Regions from separate parts of the Mus musculus genome. Here region 1 is linked to region 2. Evidence: chromatin contacts called from public Hi-C data. All regions are on one chromosome and are shown on one strand. The core of a region is the stretch at or near the end of the contact, and the rest is flanking DNA. Distances in the headings are between cores, read along the strand shown.

Region 1 (5,543 bases), core at 2,320-4,819, 65 kb after region 2:
AGACCTTCCCTCTTTTCAACCTTGTCCTGTGTCCCCGCTCTGTCTGGCCTCCCTGTGTCTCCTCAGTAGTGGGTCCAGAACTGGCTTCTTTAACCAGAGCCTTCAGTGAGATGGGAGAAGCTAGAGCAAAGCAGTAGAAAGGACCGACCGTCAATGGCAATGAAGAGATAGGGTTTAAAAGTAACTTAGAAATTAGAACCATTATAAATTATTACAGTAATGTAGTTTGTTTACTTGAGGGGTTTGAAAGGGAAGGCGAACAGATTAAAAGTATTTCTAAATTTTTAAGGCATTACCTGAGTCCTTTTGTATTTACGTGTGAAGCAATTTGTGGTTCAAAAAAGGAAGCTCTTGCTTTCTTATGTGTCCAGAACTGGAACACGGGGTCTCATTATAATAGCAGAGCCAGAGCAGAGTCCAATCTTGGCGGGACAAGCCTTGGGAAACTGTCCTTGCTGTTTGAGAAAGTTTTGTTGAAAATACGACAGCCAAAACTGTAACCAAAGGTGGCAGCATACTTCCAGAAACGCCTGAAGGAAGAGTATTGCCAGCAACAATAGCAGCTGTGGGATATAAATCTAAAGGAAAGGGTGGAAAGACTCAGCCTCTTAGTGTGAGAGGTGATACACAGTTCTTCCTTCAGTATATGGAGATACCACAACAGTTATAAATGGCGTCACTTGGGGTGGTACCATTCTTATACAGAATGTAGACTGGAATAACTGTTGGAGGGGCATCCCATGAGCCAGCCCCTGCCCATCCCACTGACATTCTGTTTCATCCATAAGTATTTGCCACACCTTCTTTATAACTACTTGATGATACTCAAAATAGTGAATAAATAAAACAATTTTGCAGCTCTTAGGCCTCTGCTATGAATATATGCTACATACATACAATTTCAAAGATTTAATGTGAAAAAAGAATGTTAAGTATTCATAGGTAATATTTTATATTGTGATGTTAGAATGACATTTTAAATGAACAAAATATACAATTGAAGCTAATTTTACCTGTTTTCTTTTTGTGTTTTAGAACTATAACTGTTGACTTACCTGTTTCTTGCACTGTGTCTCTCTTGATTAGACACTTACCTTAGGCCATTTAACTGGTTAACTTTAAACGAGCGTTCTGTACTTCACTCTTAAGGTCAGTCTGTATCTCAGTGACCTGGAATGGCTGAGAGAAGTCAGTACATCTCAGAGTCGACAAAAGTTATGTGACACCTAACACAATCTTTTTTTATTAAAGTTTACATTTGTGTGTGTGCACACCCATGTAGGCACTTGAGGACTACTAAATTTTTTAGGTAGTAATTGTTTACATTTGCTTTTATGATTGATATATTTGATATGTTTTCAAATATTGAGTAGAATTGCCACAGAGACAGCACTCATTTTTCAACTTTTTATGTTTTATAGGAAGATTATGATAAATATGGAATCCGGATTAGAGTAAAATTTCGCAGTAGTACTCAGCTGCATGAATTAACTCCTCATCATCAAAGTGGAGGTGAAAGAAGTGTTTCTACTATGCTATACTTGATGGCACTTCAGGAGCTTAACAGATGTCCGTTCAGAGTAGTCGATGAAATTAATCAGGTACAGTGACTCCGTTGGGGGGAGGGGACCACATCCTCTAATAGGTACAAATGTAACAGTTGTTTTTATGGCTTTAGGGTATGGACCCAATTAATGAACGGAGAGTATTTGAAATGGTTGTGAACACTGCCTGTAAAGAGAACACATCCCAGTATTTCTTCATCACACCGAAGGTGAGTAATGATACACTCACAGGAGTCACGCGCTTAGATGCCCCCTGTGTCTTAGTTTTGGAGAAGATTGGGGCTGAGATGTAAATATGAGCAGGAAAACTCCTAAAAGTGAAGCTAAGGGATTATGGTAATGTTTACATTCATAGAGGGACAAGTTGAGTGACATACATAATTGGAAACGTCATCTGTCATCTAAGGAAGCGATGGAGGAGGCACATCATACTGTTCCAGAGCTTAGACTTCGTGCTCACTTCTGACACTCACTGCCCTTCTACACTAATTCTCTTTTGCTAAGAGACTACTGGGAATGCAAGCCCCAGAACTCTCTAGCCTTCTCTGTCACGCCACATACTGCTCCTGTCCTGAATGCCCACTGCTACTACCCTGGCCCTAAATACTGACAGCTGAGCTTTTACAACAGCATAGGAATCTTCATAGAGAATTTTCCATAATCTAGAACTGTTGAAAAGGGAATGTTCCTTTTGTTAACTATAGTGCTGTGGTATGTTATCAAGTAAATAGATTTAAATTTGCTTTTATTAGTAGTCACACTTTTTCCCTTTTTCAACTAAATATTCATAACTAACTCATTGGAGATTCCACCCTAAATGAAATGTACATTTTTTTTAACTTAATCATCTTTTATCAGATCTGTGGGCTAATCAGATCTGCCCCTATTCCATTTCTTTCTTTTTGGCTTTTTGGCTTGTTTGTTTGTTTTTGTTTGTTTTTTTTGTTTTTGGGGTTTTTTGTTTGTTTGTTTTGGGTTTGTTTTTGTTTGTTTGGTTTTGGTTTTTCGAGACAGGGTTTCTCTGTGTAGCCCTGGCTGTCCTGGAACTCACTCTGTAGACCAGGTTGGCCTCGAACTCAGAAATCTGCCTGCCTCTGCCTCCCAAGTGCTGGGATTACAGGTGTGCGCCACCACTGCCCAGCCCTATTCTATTTCTTACCAAACTCCTTGGTTTAGAAACCAAACCTCCCTCACACGTTTCAAACTAGCAGTCTGTCACAGCACAGTTCTTAGCCATAGGAGTTTGAGAGGTGTTTTCAGTGCACACTCTTCCACAGTGTACCTAGGAAGTATATAGTCCTAGCTGACTTGTAAATAGAGAGGATTTCCGGGCAACTGGATATTTCAGGTCAGTAATTAGGCCAGGCTTCAGATATGCTTATTGGAGAGCTGTCAATCTGGCAAGTTGATGAATTGGAACATATGTAAGGCTGAAAATCTGTTTGTCGGTATATACTTGAATTATATGGCAATTTGTTTCAATCCATACAGCTTCTACAGAATCTTCCTTATTCTGAAAAGATGACAGTGTTGTTTGTCTACAATGGTCCTCATATGCTGGAGCCAAACCGATGGAATTTAAAGGCTTTTCAAAGGCGTCGGCGAAGGATAACCTTTACTCAACCTCAGTGAAAGGAAAGAACAGGAGGGGCCTTTGGAGGTTTTTTTCCTTTAACTGTTTATATGTGTCGCTCGCTCAAGTGAATAAAAGTTAGCAGATTTATTGAAAGAGAAAGATTGGTTATTTTTGGAAACCTGCTTTTAAAAACAAATAGGTTGATGAAGTAGAGACCACAGTGACTCTGGGACATTTTCTAGTGAAAACTGAGTCTTCACTTTTGGTGGACATTGCCTCGTTAGTTCTCTGTGAGCACGGGATTGTTGTGTGCAGCTTTGTGCTGCCCCTCAGGTGTGGTGGCCCACATCTAGCCCAGCGTTTAGGAGTAGGAGGCAGGAAGGTTATCAGTTTTTGAGTGGTTTCATGTGTCATAACAGAAAAGGCTATTTCCTGTTGCAAATCGAAGGTATGGCAGCGTGGGATTTCAGTCAGAGTGTTTACTAACTACAACAGTGCTGAGTGCAGAACATTGACTGAGAGAATAAAGGCAACCCAGGATTAGAAATCCCACTTTTCTTCCAGTATTATATCTAGTTCTTACAAACTAGTATGGGAATGGCTGCTTAATAGATAGTGATTGACAGCAGATCTGTTCATTTCTTTGTTTAAAAAAAATAAAGGTTCCCTTATTTTCATAGAAAATATGTTATAGGTAACATGTTATAGGTTACTTCAAAGAATTGGGAAAACATATGCATGAGGCTTCAAAATGACAGGAGGACTTTGAGAGGTCACAAGGTAAAGATGATACAGAATGTGGCTCAGACACTGGCAGGGTGAGATCAGGTGACAGGAGTTAGCGTATAAGTGTTGTCGTAGGGCTTTGTGTGTGTTTGTTTGTTTGTTTGTTTGTTTGTTTAATTTAAAGTTGAATGTATTTTACATCTTACATTTCTAGAAAGCATTTTTATAATTACTTTTAGTAAAATTTTTCTTAAAATTTCATATGCGAGTTTTTACAATTTGTATTTGAAATTTCTCAGTGCTATATAAAGAGCGAAGGCAAAGAATTGATTGAAAAAAGAATCAAATCATGTTTTTAGAATTTGTAGGTCCTTCCTTATACCCAGTATTTTAGAAAAATCTCATATGAATTGTTTTCTTCCACCTTGAAAATATTAATTGAAAACCATTTTTCTCTGAGAATGCTAATTAACAATGCCAAACAAATTCTGTTCTTTGAAAAAACTAAATCTTGAAAGAAAATAGAAATGTCATTGAATAGTGGAATGAACCATATCTTTGATGATACTGACAAAATTATTTTTTTGCTAGCCTGAACAAAGTTTGGGCTTTGTCTATTATCGTAATAGCCAATGAAATTTACATTCTTATTTGGTTAAAAAATAATGGAACATGAGTTTATGTCCTCTCACTTAGACATTTTCTCTTTTAGAAGTTGTATTTCTTTTTAAAACTTGTAAAAGAACCCTCCCCTCTTAGACTAAGTATCATACAGGTAGTATAAAGATATTTTAATAACATTTTTATCAACATGAACAAGTCAAAAAATTAAAAACTTGGTAGCATATTAGTGAAGGCTATTACTAAACATTTGTGTTGTTGCTTGGGTTTCTGATATAATATCTTCACTGATATGTGTTTGATGTAGTTTGGTTTTATATGAAAGAAAGACATACTTAAAACTCACATCATCAGCAATTCCATTTCCGTTTACATATACCAAAAATAATTACATATCATGCTAACAAGCTTTCAGAGAGCAAAATTAATGTTCTGTTTTATATTGAACTTTGGGCTGGGAAGGATAAATTATGTATCATTCATCATATTAAAAATAGTCAAACATAATATAATGTCATTTTCTGCAACTGTTGATTTTTTAAATTACATTCAAATTGTAAAAATTCCAGGTAAAAGCCTGATGTGATAAATAAAATATTTAAAACCTGACGGTTAAAAATATTTTTAATAACTAAATTTTTACATTGATTTGCCTAAGGTCAGTCTCTGTTAGGAAGTTTTTCATGTTCAAAAAAAGAAAAAAAAGGGGGGGTTGTTTTGGTTTTTTTGTAAGATTTATTTATTTTATGTGAATAATTGTTTTGCCTATATGTATGTCTGTATACCTGGTACTTGCTAAGGCTGGAAGAGAGCATCAGATCTCCTAGGAGTGGAGTTAAAGGTAGTTTGAACTGGTATATGGGTGCTGGGTATAGAAATTGGGTCCTGTGGAAGAGCATCCAGTAGACTTAACCACTGAGCCATCTCTCCAGTTCCAAACAGAGATTTCTTGCTGCTTTCCAATAGCCTTGGACATAAGCACGTCAGGGGCATCACTTCATTCTGGTTTGTGTAAATGTAATTGACTAAAACTATGTTGTAAATGCTACTTTGTT
Region 2 (5,212 bases), core at 1,752-4,251:
CAGCAACCACACGGTAGCTCACAACCATCTGTGATGGGATCTGATGCCCTCTTCTGGTATGTCTGAAGACAGTGACAGTGTACTTACATACATAAAATAAATCTTTTTTTTTTAAACTACACTAAAATCTTAAGAATTAACTTGAATAAAGAAATTACAAGTTTTTTCCCTTTACAATTGTTTTCCTGTGTGCTCCCCAAGTTCCTATGCTTCATGGGAATTGTTTCTATGGTTGGATTTCTTTTTATTGTATGTATGGTGTTGTGTGAGTGAAAGCACACGTGTAAGAGTCAGAGGATACCTTCTAGGAATTGGTTCTCTCTTTCTACTGTGGGACCCCAGATTGCAGCAGATACATTTATGTGCTTCATCATCTTGCTGGTCCAACCTTATCCTTCTTTCAGGATGGTATCTGTTAGCTCTCAGACAGTTCCTATATATAGAAAAGCTCAACCTGGACTATAGAAGGATTCCTGGCATTTAGATAAAAAGCAGCATTCCTCTGGAACTCGTGAAATGCTTTGCTATCTCCCAAGGGAATCATTTCCCTTGCCACTGGCAGAAGGAACCTACGGCTGCACTGACCTGCACATCACAGTCCATGCTGGCCTCCAGGCTCCCCCGCCCCCCCTCACAGATGCTCATTATGCTTTCCCAACCCCCACACTAACATCTTGGCCCCTCTCACCTCCTACTCAGTCTCTTTAAAACCCTCATTCTCCCTGCCCTGCTTTCCTGGAGAGATGGTCTTGGCAGCTTGGAGTAAGCTTTTCCCTTCCAAGCACTGAGCGGCCATTTCAGTGGTTTCTTTACTGTGCTTTCTGATACAGTGGCAACCATGACGAGCCAGTTAAAACCCACAGTATGACTGTCTTTCTGCAGTCATCCAAATTTGGGGATTTGTTCCCAACTTTTAAGTTTAGAAACATAACTTTAACAGCATTCTAAAAGTCTCATCCTGGCACGAAATGGTAACGCTGGTCCCATTAACTCTTTAACTTTAATGGTGAAGCTCTTAAGTCCCACCATTGCTGGTTATATTCTTATTTGTCCATAGAATAAATTCCCTCATAACTAATTACTTGTTCAGAATCTGACTCTCCTCTCCTCCCTCCTTCTCCTTGATAGGATTTGTGATCTTCCTGGCCAGTATACTGAGTGTTGAGACTGCAGGCATACACCACCATGCCTGGCAACCTTTAAGTTCTTGAAGCCAAGAATATACCAGCTATGTGTAGAAGTACTAGCAGCATGGTATCCTAAGCACTGGGTCTTTTTATTTCTTCCTGTTACTTGAACATTTTACAAGGTATTCCTTAATTTTTACACACACACACACAGAGGCACACACACACATCAAGTACCCATAACAAGTTTATATGCTTTCTACAATGATTATGTTTTCTTTCATTTTAACTTTTACTGAGCAGATTCCATTTGTATGAGAGAAAGAAGCAGGGGCCTGCAAAAAGGAGTGTTGGTTCTAGTGGTCAAAAGAGGACTCTACTGCATGGGATTTCTAACTGGCCTCCCCAGGTCTCCTTTCAATGAGTTTTCCACACAGCAAGCAGAATGACTGAAAAGCTTTAATTAGATCACAGGCCTCTCCTACTTAAAACTATTTAATGGTTTATCTTTATTTCCCCATTACCCTAGTCTCTGGCCGGTTATTATTGGTTGGGTGAATGTTGCCTATGGGCTTCAGGGGCATAATCTTTGAAAGGGCTAATGAGATGAACATGGGCACAGGGAGGTAGAGCCATTCCTAAAGAAGCAGGGAATTTAAAGACCCTGAAAGGACCCCTATGGAAGATTTAAAGGAAGGATTGAAGAAAGCGAAGGGGATGGTAACCCCATAGGTAGACCAACAATATCAACTAACCTGAACCCCTAGGAGCTCCCAGAGAATAAGCCACCAACCAAAGAACATACATGGGCTGGTCCAAGGCCACCAGCACATATGTAGCAGAGAGCAGCCTTGTCTGGCCTTAGTGGAAGAGGATGTGCTTAGTCCTGCAGAGACTGGATGCCCCAGGGAGGGGGGATACCAAGGGAGAGGCACCCTCTCAGAGTCAAAGAGGAGGAGCGATGGGGGGGGGGGGGAAGAACTCTGGGGGGGGGAGAGAGACAACATTTGGGTTGTAAATAAGTGAAATGCTTAATTAAATAAAAGAAAGAAAGAAAAGAAAAAAGAAACCCTGAAGGGAGAGGCCATCTGGTGGCTGCACTGGAACTGGTGGCTGCACTAAGGAAGCAGAAGTAGTAAAAGTTCAAGACCAGCCTGGGCTCTCTAGTGAGTAGTAGTCCATCTAGAGCTATATAAAGAGTCTGTCTCAAATAAATAAATAAATGTATGTGCTGGGAGATAGCATGATGGCCCAGTGGTTAAGAGAACGGACTGCTATTCTAGAGGACCTGGGTTCCACTGTCTGTAACTCCGAGATCTGACACCCTCACACAGACATACATACATGCAGGCAAAACATCAATGCACATAAAATAAAAATAAATAAATTATACAATAAAAGGACTAGGAAGTGTGAGTGGGCAAGTAATTAATACACTCTTCACAATCTTGAGAGCATCAGATGGTTGTTAGTGCCATGCTTCCAACAACAGGCACAGTCAACAGGCATCTTTTCTTTGGAGTTCATTTGAGCACCAGGGAAGGAAACTGCAATGTAGAACATAAGACAGATGAAGCCTGGAGTTCTGGGAGGGACCGTTGCAAAGTAGTAACACACACACACACACACACACACACACACACACACACACACACACACACACACACACACACACGAGAAACACACAGAGACACACACAGAGACACACACAGAGACACATACACACACACACACACACACAGACACACACACACACACATCGCACCTCTGAGGCCACCGGGGAGCGTTGGTCGGGGCGTGGCCTCGGGTTTGCGGGGCGGAACCGCGCAAGCGCATCGGGGCCGCGGGGGCGGGGTCAGGCGGGGTCAGTTAGCGCGGGAGCCGGGCGCGGAGGCTCCTGGGCTGCGGCTCGCCGGGAACGGAAGCCGCTGCGGGACGCGGAGGAAGCCAGGATGGCGACTCCGAGCGGGAAGGCTGCTCCCCCCAACCCCCAGGTTTCCAAGCGGTCTCTCCCGAGAGATGCTTCCTCCGAGGTCCCGAGCAAGAGAAAGAACTCGAACCCGTTGCCGACGCTGCCGCGGCCGTCCGGGACCTTCGTCGAGGGCTCAATCGTCCGCATCGCCATGGAGAACTTCTTGTGAGTGGCGGCAGGCCGCGCTGGGCGGGAGCAAGCGGCCCGCAGGCCCGGGGCGGTGGGCTGTGCCCGGCGGTGGGGAACCTGTGCCAGGCTAACCCTGAGGCATTCCCTGCCTAGGCCACGAAGACTGGCCGTGTTGGCTGTAGTAGGCGTGTGGCCTGATGTTTTTATCCACCCAGTGGTTTTGGAAGGCGTCGGCTCTAGGCAGTAGATACGAAGGGGCCGGGTCTCTAGTTTGTTAATCTGCGAATCTCGATCTACCACGGACCTGTGCACTTCACAAAACTCGACAGTTACAGCAGAGTGGCAAATTTTAAAAAGTGTACACGATTTCCAGAATGGGCAGATGACATGGTAATGGTTGTTGATTGGAGATTAGAGTGTACCAAAGAAATTAAAAATCGTGTTCCCAGTTTTTGTACCTCCTTGCAGATTCTTGCCCCGTCCAATCCTCCTTTCTTCCTTGCCCCGACCCCAACTAGTTGAGTAGATTCTAAATGTTACCAGAAATATCATTATCTGTTTATCATCTTAGAGTTATCTTTTCGAGGTATTTTTTCTTAAATGTAGGCTTGCATAATTTATAGACCCTTAATAACAATACCATTTTTTTTTCAAGCAGTTGTGTATCAGGTGTTCGTTTGTTTTATTTACACATCGCTGCGTTTCTACCTGTCTTTGTTGATGACATAAACTCATGGCTATTGTTTTTTTGCCCCGGTCTGTATAGATTCTAATAGCAAAATTGCTAATTTGAATCCTGATCAGGAAAGGTAACTGTACTCAGCATGAGGTTATCTGCTGTAACTTATCTACCCAGGATTTCATGGGAGGCACAGACTGAAAAGGCTAAGTCCATCCCCAACCATCAGAGCTTTGTGAAGAAGATACTAAAGTAGAAAAGGAGGGAAGACGATTACCCAAAGAAGGAACTGCCTGAAAGCCAGTTTGTAATGTTTCGTGAGTGACCTTAGGTAGAATGTAAGAACATAGGTGAATAGAGGTTGGAAACGATTGTTCCGGCTTGTCTGTTACTATACTAAAGAACTCCAGCATCATCCTGCAGGCAGGCGGTCGGGAACCTGTGATTTTGAAAGGGTGCCAGATAGCAAGCAAGAATATTTAAAGTAAGAAAGCAAGAATGCAGAGCTGAAAGGGTTATTTGATAAGATCTGCCTATAGATTGTGAGGCCTGAGAGTGGAGGAGTGTGTCCTAGTTCTTCCCAAGTCTGGCTCTGGCTAACCAATCTGGTTATTCAAGAGAGAGTAGTGGGGGGGTGGAGTGGACGGAGAATAAATGATGAATGCAGTTGAGCGCCTCTGTCTTGAACTTTCCTGTGGGATAGCTAAGAGAGATGTATGCATGGAGTTTCTAAAGGCCTCGACGAGCTCAGAGAGAAAAGAATAAGTCACAGGCTTGGGAGTCCTGTGTATAGGTGGCTATTGATGTTACAGAAATCTTTGAAATTACAAAAAGGAAAATATAAATTGGAGGAATTAAAAAGTGTTTATTGAGGAACTGAAGGGGTCTGCAACCCTATAGGTGGAACAACAATATGAACTAACCAGTAACCCCCAGAGCTCGTGTCTCTAGCTGCATATGTAGCAGAAGATGGCCTAGTCAGCCATCATTGGGAAAAGAGGCCCCTTGGTATTGCAAACTTTATATGTCCCAGTATAGGGGAACACCAGGGCCAAGAAGTGGGAGTGAGTGGGTAGAGGATCAGGGCGGGGAAGGAAAGGGTATAGGGGACTTTCAGGATGGCATTTGAAATGTTAATGAAGAAAATATCTAATAAAAAATTGAAAAAAAAAGTCTTTATTGTAAGAATGAGAGAAGATGAGCGCAGAGATCTCCTGTACTGGAAGGTGAGCTGAGACTCACGGGGGACTCGTCAGAGAGGCTTAGTTAAAATAATCCTTGAAGTAACTGCTCCATTGAACTCGT

Evidence for each region. A called contact is a pair of places that touch in the nucleus more often than the background predicts.
Region 1: a contact with region 2 is called in a Hi-C map of Th1 cells, with 2.4 times the contacts expected there. A contact is called at or near these places in 2 of 484 Hi-C or Micro-C datasets (Th1 cells and nephron progenitors), 1 of 130 datasets of targeted methods (embryonic stem cells) and 1 of 9 other capture datasets (adipose tissue).

Annotation. Positions count from the first base shown.
Region 1 is chr19:23,206,482-23,212,024 of GRCm38.p6, reverse strand. It overlaps Smc5 (structural maintenance of chromosomes 5), which reads left to right. Exons shown (of 25, transcript NM_001252684.1): 23 at 1,422-1,601; 24 at 1,679-1,774; 25 at 3,057-5,543. The coding sequence ends at 3,197. Among named protein-coding and RNA genes, the nearest start is that of Mir1192, 60 kb to the right of the region's middle.
Region 2 is chr19:23,271,686-23,276,897 of GRCm38.p6, reverse strand. It overlaps Smc5 (structural maintenance of chromosomes 5), which reads left to right and starts at 3,001. Exons shown (of 25, transcript NM_001252684.1): 1 at 3,001-3,264. The coding sequence starts at 3,080. It overlaps Gm33950 (a long non-coding RNA gene), which reads right to left and starts at 2,990. Exons shown (of 2, transcript XR_386613.2): 1 at 2,893-2,990; 2 at 2,539-2,674.